2 separate regions of the Sus scrofa genome follow, and region 2 is linked to region 1. Evidence: chromatin contacts called from public HiChIP or PLAC-seq data. All regions are on one chromosome and are shown on one strand. Each heading gives the region's core, a stretch centred on a gene start, on an enhancer-like site or on the middle of the called end of the contact. The rest is flanking DNA. Distances are from core to core; before and after follow the strand shown.

Region 1 (3,589 bases), core at 972-3,471:
AAACTTTTTACCTCAGATACAACTGTTGTGAGGGTTAAATGAGATGATGCCTGTCAAGCACTTAACCTGAAACAACCTGCCTCTCTCTTCAGGAGCCCCGCCCGTCCCTTCTGGAATATCACACTTTACTTGATCGGAAAGAATTTCCCCAGATGGTCCAGCCTGACAGTCCGCTGTTCCCAGCCAAGGTCGTGTTCCATAGCTAGCTCCACCCCACCCCACCCCACCCCCCGTTTTGGCTTCCTCAGCTGGAAGGTTCATCTTTCATGGTCATTACAACTTCCTTCATCAGTGCCATTAATTCCCAGTCTAAGAAATGTATGAATTCCTGTGATTCTGTTGGTTTCTGGGCTAAAAGATTTAACAGATCTCCAGAGTCACATGCTTCTCTGTTCCCAGGCTTCCTCTTCATAAAAATGAAATCTTAAGGAAATCCATCAGGCCAGCTTGTTCATTCTTAAGGGATGTGCCTTGAAGAAAGGCTTTGCATTATACCTCTGCTCTTGCCAGGCTGCATGAAGTCACCGAGGGCCACATACCACGCTAAATTCTCTCTCTCTTTCTCCTTCTCTCTCTCACCTCCCCACCTACTTGCATATTGTCCTCTGTTTTCAATATCATATATCATTATCATTATCATATCATCCTCTGTTTTCATTATCATATTTTGTCATCACCTTCCCTAGAAGGACATTTAAAAAATAGGCTCTGGAGCCAGGCTTCCTGGGGGGAAAAGTGACCCCACTACTTCCTTAGCTGTGTGATCCTGGTAAACTGAGTGCCCTCCCTGTGCCTAGTTCCTCATCTCTAAAAGGAGATATGAATAGCACCTACCTCATAAGGTTATTTGAGAAGTAAATGAACGGAGCACTTAAAACAGTACCTGGCCCATGGCGACCTCATATGCGATTAGTGTTGTTCTAGTCAATAGATGGCAAACTCTGGTTTTGAAAGGTCAATAACTTACACAAGGTCACGCAGGCTCTGAGGTGCAGAGCTGGCACTGGCTGATGGCAAAGCTGTAGTGATGGCAGTGCTGTGCTGCCTCCTGTTTAACACACACGGTGTACTCAGCAGGCACAGCTGAGCATGGCAGAACACTCAGAAGAGACAAACGCCCTTTGACCATCAGTTTCACTTCTAAGAATTTGACTGAAGCTTGAGCAAGTATATAAAGGCCCACGGATAAGGATGCCTATTGCGACATTATTTGAGATGGCATCAGACCAGGGTACATTTTCAGTGAATAGGAGTTCTCTCTGTGGTGTAGCAGGTTAAGCATCTGGCTTTGCCTTTGCAGGATCAATCCCCAGCCAGGGAACTTCCATAGGCCATGAGTGCAGCCAAGGGAAGAAAAAAAAAAAACTAGAATATAAAAAGGCTGTTAAAATGTAGTACAAACTAAATAAATCAGTGTTTCTCTCTGTATGATCTGTTGAGTCTGAATTTTCATGGAAAATGTCAAATTGACTTTTTAAATATCATTGGGGAACAGGCTGTGGGAACTCTTCCCAGGCTAGAGAGAGAATTGGGACTCGAGTATTCTTTTCCTCTCTCTCTCCTCCCTCTTCTTTTTTTGTTTTATTGAAGTAGAGTTGATTTACAATACCGTGTTAGTTTCAGGTGTACAGCACAGTGATTCAGTTATATATGCATGTTTGTATTATGTATTCTTTTTCGGAGTATTTTCCCCTATAGGTTATTGAAAAATATTGAGTATAGCGCCCTGTGCTATAGGTAGGTCCTTGTCGGTTATCTATTTCACATGTAATAGTGTGTATATGTCAATCCCAAACTCCTAATTTATCCCCCACTGATTCCCCTTTGTTATCTTCCTCTCCCTTGATGGCTCTCCAACTCTGAGCACCAAAGTGCCTCGCATGTCAAGGTTCGCCAGACCTAGGAGCTCAACTTTATTTCCAGAAGGAAAGAGAGTTCCTTTACGGGTGCTGGTGCCTGGCCCACCTGTGATAGGTGGGGTGAGCGGTATGCAACTGGGTCCCCTGCCTATGACCGCAGGAGACACTGCGGTTCTCCAGACTCACGCTGCCGTGTGGACCAACCATATGGAAAACGAATACCTGGATGGTCGGGCAAAGGCTTAGGCTTCTTTTTTTTTTTAATTAAAAAAAAGGTGTTATGCTGTTTAACACAGAGCACTGTGCACTTCCCTTTGCATGTGTAGACACAACCCTGCTTGAATCTGTATTAAAAAATAGAATTGGCAATGGCTTTTGCTCCCCCTGAGCTTGCCAAAAAGGTTGGAAGTGAGCATGCTTCTTCCTGCCTCTCTTGGCTGTGTTCCCTCTTAGAAGCTGGTGGAGACAGGATCCTTCTCTTCCATAACTTTCCCTTGAGCGGTAAGTGGGCTAAGGGGTGGGGTCCAGGAGAAGCACCCCCACCTTCCATAATCAAGGAGGTGCTGATGTAGAAAGATCAGGTGCTGGCAACAAAACTGAGGAGCTTCTGATGAAGTTCCCATGCTGTTTAATCCTTAATCATCCCTCCTGGCATACTTCCCATTGCTACTGCTTGCTTAAAATTGGAAAGGACTAATTGCCTCAATCTGTATTTTCTATAAAGCCAAGCTCAATGCAAAACCCACAGGGACTCCTTGCATGATCACCGTGACCTAATAGGCTATTTTATTTGCTTCCAAGAAGCTTCTTCCATCTTCCTCTTACATTCTAAAATTTTCTTAGTCCCAAGTGACAGTCAGCGATATGGGAGATATCGAAATGCTTCCTGCAGAGAAACAAGATGTTAGTTGAATTCCATACCCATCTCTCCAAATGGGTTTAATTATCAATGCGGTTTGCTGCCATGAACGTGAGTCTTTATGGAAATTACCTTAACTATTTTGTTTTTCCTAAAGACTATTCTGGAGATGAAAATAATCATTAAGCCTCACAGCTTCTACACCAAAAAATGTCAGATTGTTTCAGCTAATTAAAATTGAAATTTGAGGGCTCTTGTGATCTCAAATATGTCATTCAAATGTAGGCTTTCTCAGGAGAAAAAGTTTGTTGCACACTTCAGGAATGAAATTACAAGATCCACCCAAGTTATTGCATAAACTTTTGGTTTCTACACAAAGGCTAATCCTGTGCACATGCAGAGAAGCCCAGCCCCAGGTGCTGTCCCTTCTTTGCCAGAGAGACAGCTATCTCTCCTCCTAATGCTTGAATTCTGCCTTTTGTGAAAATTACCTTAAACCCACTAATAGCCACAGGAGGAAAATATAATCAATCCCTAATAACTTGCAGTCAATTTGTTTGTTAAATCTTTCCCTCTCTTGGAACTCAGAGTGTTTTCCTCCCCATTGCTTTCCTTTCGTAGATATGGCTAGAGGAAGATGCATAGGCAAAATGAGTACATATTATTTAGAAAAGAATTTAATTTCTTACCTCCTAATAAGAGATGTGGTAGGACACAACTGCTTGAAGGGAAGAAGGAAGGAAAAGGTTGGGCTGAATGTGGAGAGACAGAAACAGGAGACAGAAGAAAAGGCATGGAGAACCTTAGCCACAGTGGCATTGGGCCAGGATGGAAATGCTTACCAGGGGAGGGATATAGGTAAGGTGTGAGC
Region 2 (3,815 bases), core at 574-3,073, 320 kb before region 1:
CCTTTGAGGGAGCAGCTTTGCTCTAAAGAGAGGCTGGCACAACCAAGGGATGTGTGCTTAGTGAGCCAGACTGTAATTCTGTTAGCTTGCTGCTGTCTGTAAAAGTGTGAAATGTTTGCAGCTTCCCCCAGGCAGGTGACTCAGAGCCTTCTACATCGAGGGCCAGATCTGACTGAAATATCACTCTTGTGTAACAAGATTATTGTTGCTGAGTCAAAAGGAGGCATGATGCTGTGTGTACATTATCACCGTTCTCCTGCATACTTCTTTACTGCGGTGTTTATTTGTTCGCATGCATAGTTTCCTACCCAGCCTTCGTTCTCTGGTGGCATTTACTGTAGTGTTGAAAGAGACTGGTTCATGATTTCTGGCTCTTGTGACTTTGATTCCAATTACTCACCCTTAAGGACCCCTTTCCAGTTATTGCTATAGGTGGAACCAGAGAAGAATAACACACAACATGATCTCTGGTTTTAATTTAATGGCAACTACAGTCTCTTTCCCTATTCAATTATTTTTCTTGGATATGATTCCAGAATGCCTAGTTACAGGGAGAAACCACCACCAAATTAACATAATATCAAGTTTGTATTAATGTACTGGGATGGCATTTAGTGCTGTAAAATCTTGTTACTGTGACTTACAGTGAGGCATAGGAGAAGGAACACGTATTCACTAGCTATTGTAAATGACATGGAGGCAGAAATGTAATTTGTATAAATATATAAAATTTGCTCTATGCATGTATAAACATGCACACAAGGCTTGCTCTGGGGGAAATGAGACCCCTTCTATGTGCTCATTCACTCAGACAACCAACATAAGAGCACAGTCTGATTAAGATGATTCTGTGCAGTTGGACATGGCAAGGGAGCAGCTGCAAGTTGTAGAAATTTAGCAAGTTGCTCAAGATCTAAAGTGCAGTTTTTCCCACAACAAGCACCTTTCTGAGCATCTATTATGTACCAGACATTGAGAATATAGCAGTGGGAAGACAAGAGCTCTGCTTTCCTGGAAGTTATTCTTCATAGAGGATATTCATTAAGGAAAGAAAGAAGAAATTATGAATAGTGATTCCTGCTATGAAGGAATAGGGAAACATGATCAAGAATAATGAGAGAAGGAGGATCCTGGGGAAAGAGGGTACTTCAGGGAGGGGGCTGGTGATTGTAGGAAAGCAGTGTAGTCATCCAAGCCAAAGAACTCCTGCATAGTGCTGCTTAGTACAGATGAGGTGGGAAACAGGGAACAGCTATGGGAGATGGGAAAGTGAAGAGTCTGACTTGCTATTGAGTAGAAAGCATGAAGGAAAGGGAAGAAACAAGGTGGGCTCCCGGGTCTTCTGTGGTCTTTTAGGGTAATTTCACCTGAGGCAATGCTGAAGCCTTCCTGTAGGAAATTCTCTCTTATGGCAAGAACCCCGACTTTTCCTTACAGAAGGAAAGCAGTCTGGCAGGTGAACCATCACACAGAACTTAAGAGGCCAATGTCACAGCTGAGTAGTGTGATCTTAGGCTGATTACTCCCCCTCTCAAAGCCTTGGAACCATGTCACCTGAGCTCCAAAGACCTTATAATGCTTGAAGATACTGAGTTTTTCACTGGTATAGATTGCACATCCCCATAATGCATAAGAGGAACTGAGCCAAATAGAATAGTTGGTGCAGTGCATCCCTCATCACCAGCCCGTAATCCTCGAGGCAATTCCCTATGGGTGCTCATTCTGTGGTTTGTCCCTGTACCTTTCGGTCAGCACAGCCCTGGGAAAGTCCAGTGCAGAGATGGGGCAGCCCAAAAGGCCACCACCAGAGGGCAGCATGCAGCTGTGCACACCCAGATTGGCCTCTGGGGTCATCAGCCCCGCCCCTCCCCTCCACCAGAGCTGGCAGACCAAACTGGTCCTGCGGAAGACTGGTGCTGGGGCAGAATCCTTGCTGCTGAAGCAAACCAGGAAAGGAAGTGTTCCTTTGGGGCAAGGTTCCAAGAAGAGCATGAGAGTATAATTGATGCAGATAATGACAAACCCTAAATGCAATAGCTCACATGGTCTAAACAACAGAGTAAAAATTCTTTTTATCTTTTGCTACCATGCATGGACAACTGTGCACATGGCACTGATAAATGGTTATACACATTCTCTCATTTAAGCTTTGTATCAACCCTATGAGCTATGTCCTCCTTTTTGTCCTTATGTTGCTGATATGGAAGCTTCTGTCAAACAGCATTGACAGAAGTGGTTCTGTGTAACTACAAAAATGTTTAACTACCACCCCACCCCACTCCTCAAGGCTGATATGCATCCACTTAGTATTATTACAGCCCTAGGCTGAGTGCTCTGGGAATAGAAATGAAGTATTATATAGAATTTTGCTCTTGCCTTTGAAGAACATGCACTTTCAAGGTAGAGAGAATAAATTCAGGACCTAAAAACAATACGAGCAATTGTATATAAATCCTGAGGTTGAATAGCTCAGTAAAATTATGTCTTCATAACTCTCAAATGGTTTTCACTCACATCACCCAACTTCTGAAAGCACAGTCACCTTCAAATGTGAAAGGACAAATGAGAGATTGAAGTACAGTCACAACCCTAACCCTTCAATCACTCATTTATCCTCCAAATATGCAACAAGTATCTCTGATTATGATTGATCCTAGATATCACACTGAGACATACCTGGTCCTTGCCCTTGAGTATAATCTAGTTGGGGTGGTAAAAAAAAAAAAAAAAAAGATAGCAAATAAACCAACAAATAATGTGGGATTGCAGTTATAGGTACCATGAATAGTGACAAGTGGTAAACTATTATCTCTGGTGACCTCAGCTCTCGGTCCACCAGTTTCTTGACCTTGGCTCTTAGGATATCCTTTTCCACTCTGGTTACCTGGAAGCCTTGCCTCAAAGCGGTCTTCTCTGCTGTGATCTTGAAGTTTCCAGTCCTTCTGAATTGTGGCCTCTTGTGTATGTTCCTCTCACACACCCTTGGATCCTAGTCGGCCTTTGCTATGCTCTCAGGCTCCCTCCCTGTTTCTGACTTCTCTTGTCCAACCTGGACTCCAGGGAAGGTCAATTTAGTGGTGGTCTTGTTCCTGCTCCAAAATCTCCCTGACCTTCCTCAGAGTCTTTCTCCATCTGAGCCCATGTGTCTTCTGCTCTCTAGGCAGAGTAGGGAAGCTGCTGGCCCTGTAGGCATTCCACGATAAGAGTGAAGGGTAGTTGAGATGAATTTTGTAGGTGGAATTCCTTCATTCATGCCTGCATACCTGTCTGCATGCCCTTCTTTATTCCACAGCTGTCTACTGATCCCTTGCTCTTAACATTGAAGTTGGCATGGAGACACTGCAGAGCAGCCTATGATCAGGAAGGAGCACTCAGGTGGCCTGAAGCATCATGGGAGAGACCAGGTGTCTTGGTGTAAGATGAGGCCAGGGAGGTGGGATTCCCTACCCTGCAGAACCTCAAGGTCATGTTAACACTGTGACCTTGGAGAGAAAGAAACAAAGGAGAGATATTGGGCAGAAGTGTGACATGATTTGATTTGCAGTCTCCTAAAAACCACACTGCTATGTGGGAAGCTGATGAGAAAGGGCCAGGTTGGAGATGGAAAGAAGGGTTAAAATCTAGTGCAGTAACCTGCATGAGAGGTGACGCTTCCGTGGATAAATGCTCTCCTAGTTGAATTAAGTTTCTGTAAACCTCTGGAGCCCCTGGACTGTGCGATGCCTCACAAGTGCCTCAAGGCTCTGGCTCCAACCTCCCTCCCCTAATTTATCTCACACAGAGAGCCTGCCCCCTGTCCTGTATGCTGGGCTCTA

What was found. HiChIP or PLAC-seq counts read pairs in DNA pulled down with a chosen protein or histone mark.
Region 2: a contact with region 1 is called in an H3K27ac HiChIP or PLAC-seq map of alveolar macrophages. The contact joins two enhancer-like sites. A contact is called at or near these places in 5 of 47 Hi-C or Micro-C datasets (heart right ventricle, liver and skeletal muscle) and 2 of 2 datasets of contacts at active chromatin or transcription factors (alveolar macrophages and skeletal muscle).

Annotation. Positions count from the first base shown.
Region 1 is chr2:145,032,178-145,035,766 of Sscrofa11.1, reverse strand. No RefSeq gene overlaps it. Among named protein-coding and RNA genes, the nearest start is that of NR3C1, 100 kb to the right of the region's middle. Within about 2 kb of position 2,221, at least 5 of the 83 cell types and tissues checked have an H3K27ac peak or open chromatin away from gene starts, as enhancers often do. A contact at or near this core is called in alveolar macrophages, where this site is marked.
Region 2 is chr2:145,349,684-145,353,498 of Sscrofa11.1, reverse strand. No RefSeq gene overlaps it. Among named protein-coding and RNA genes, the nearest start is that of YIPF5, 320 kb to the left of the region's middle. Within about 2 kb of position 1,823, at least 2 of the 83 cell types and tissues checked have an H3K27ac peak or open chromatin away from gene starts, as enhancers often do. A contact at or near this core is called in alveolar macrophages, where this site is marked.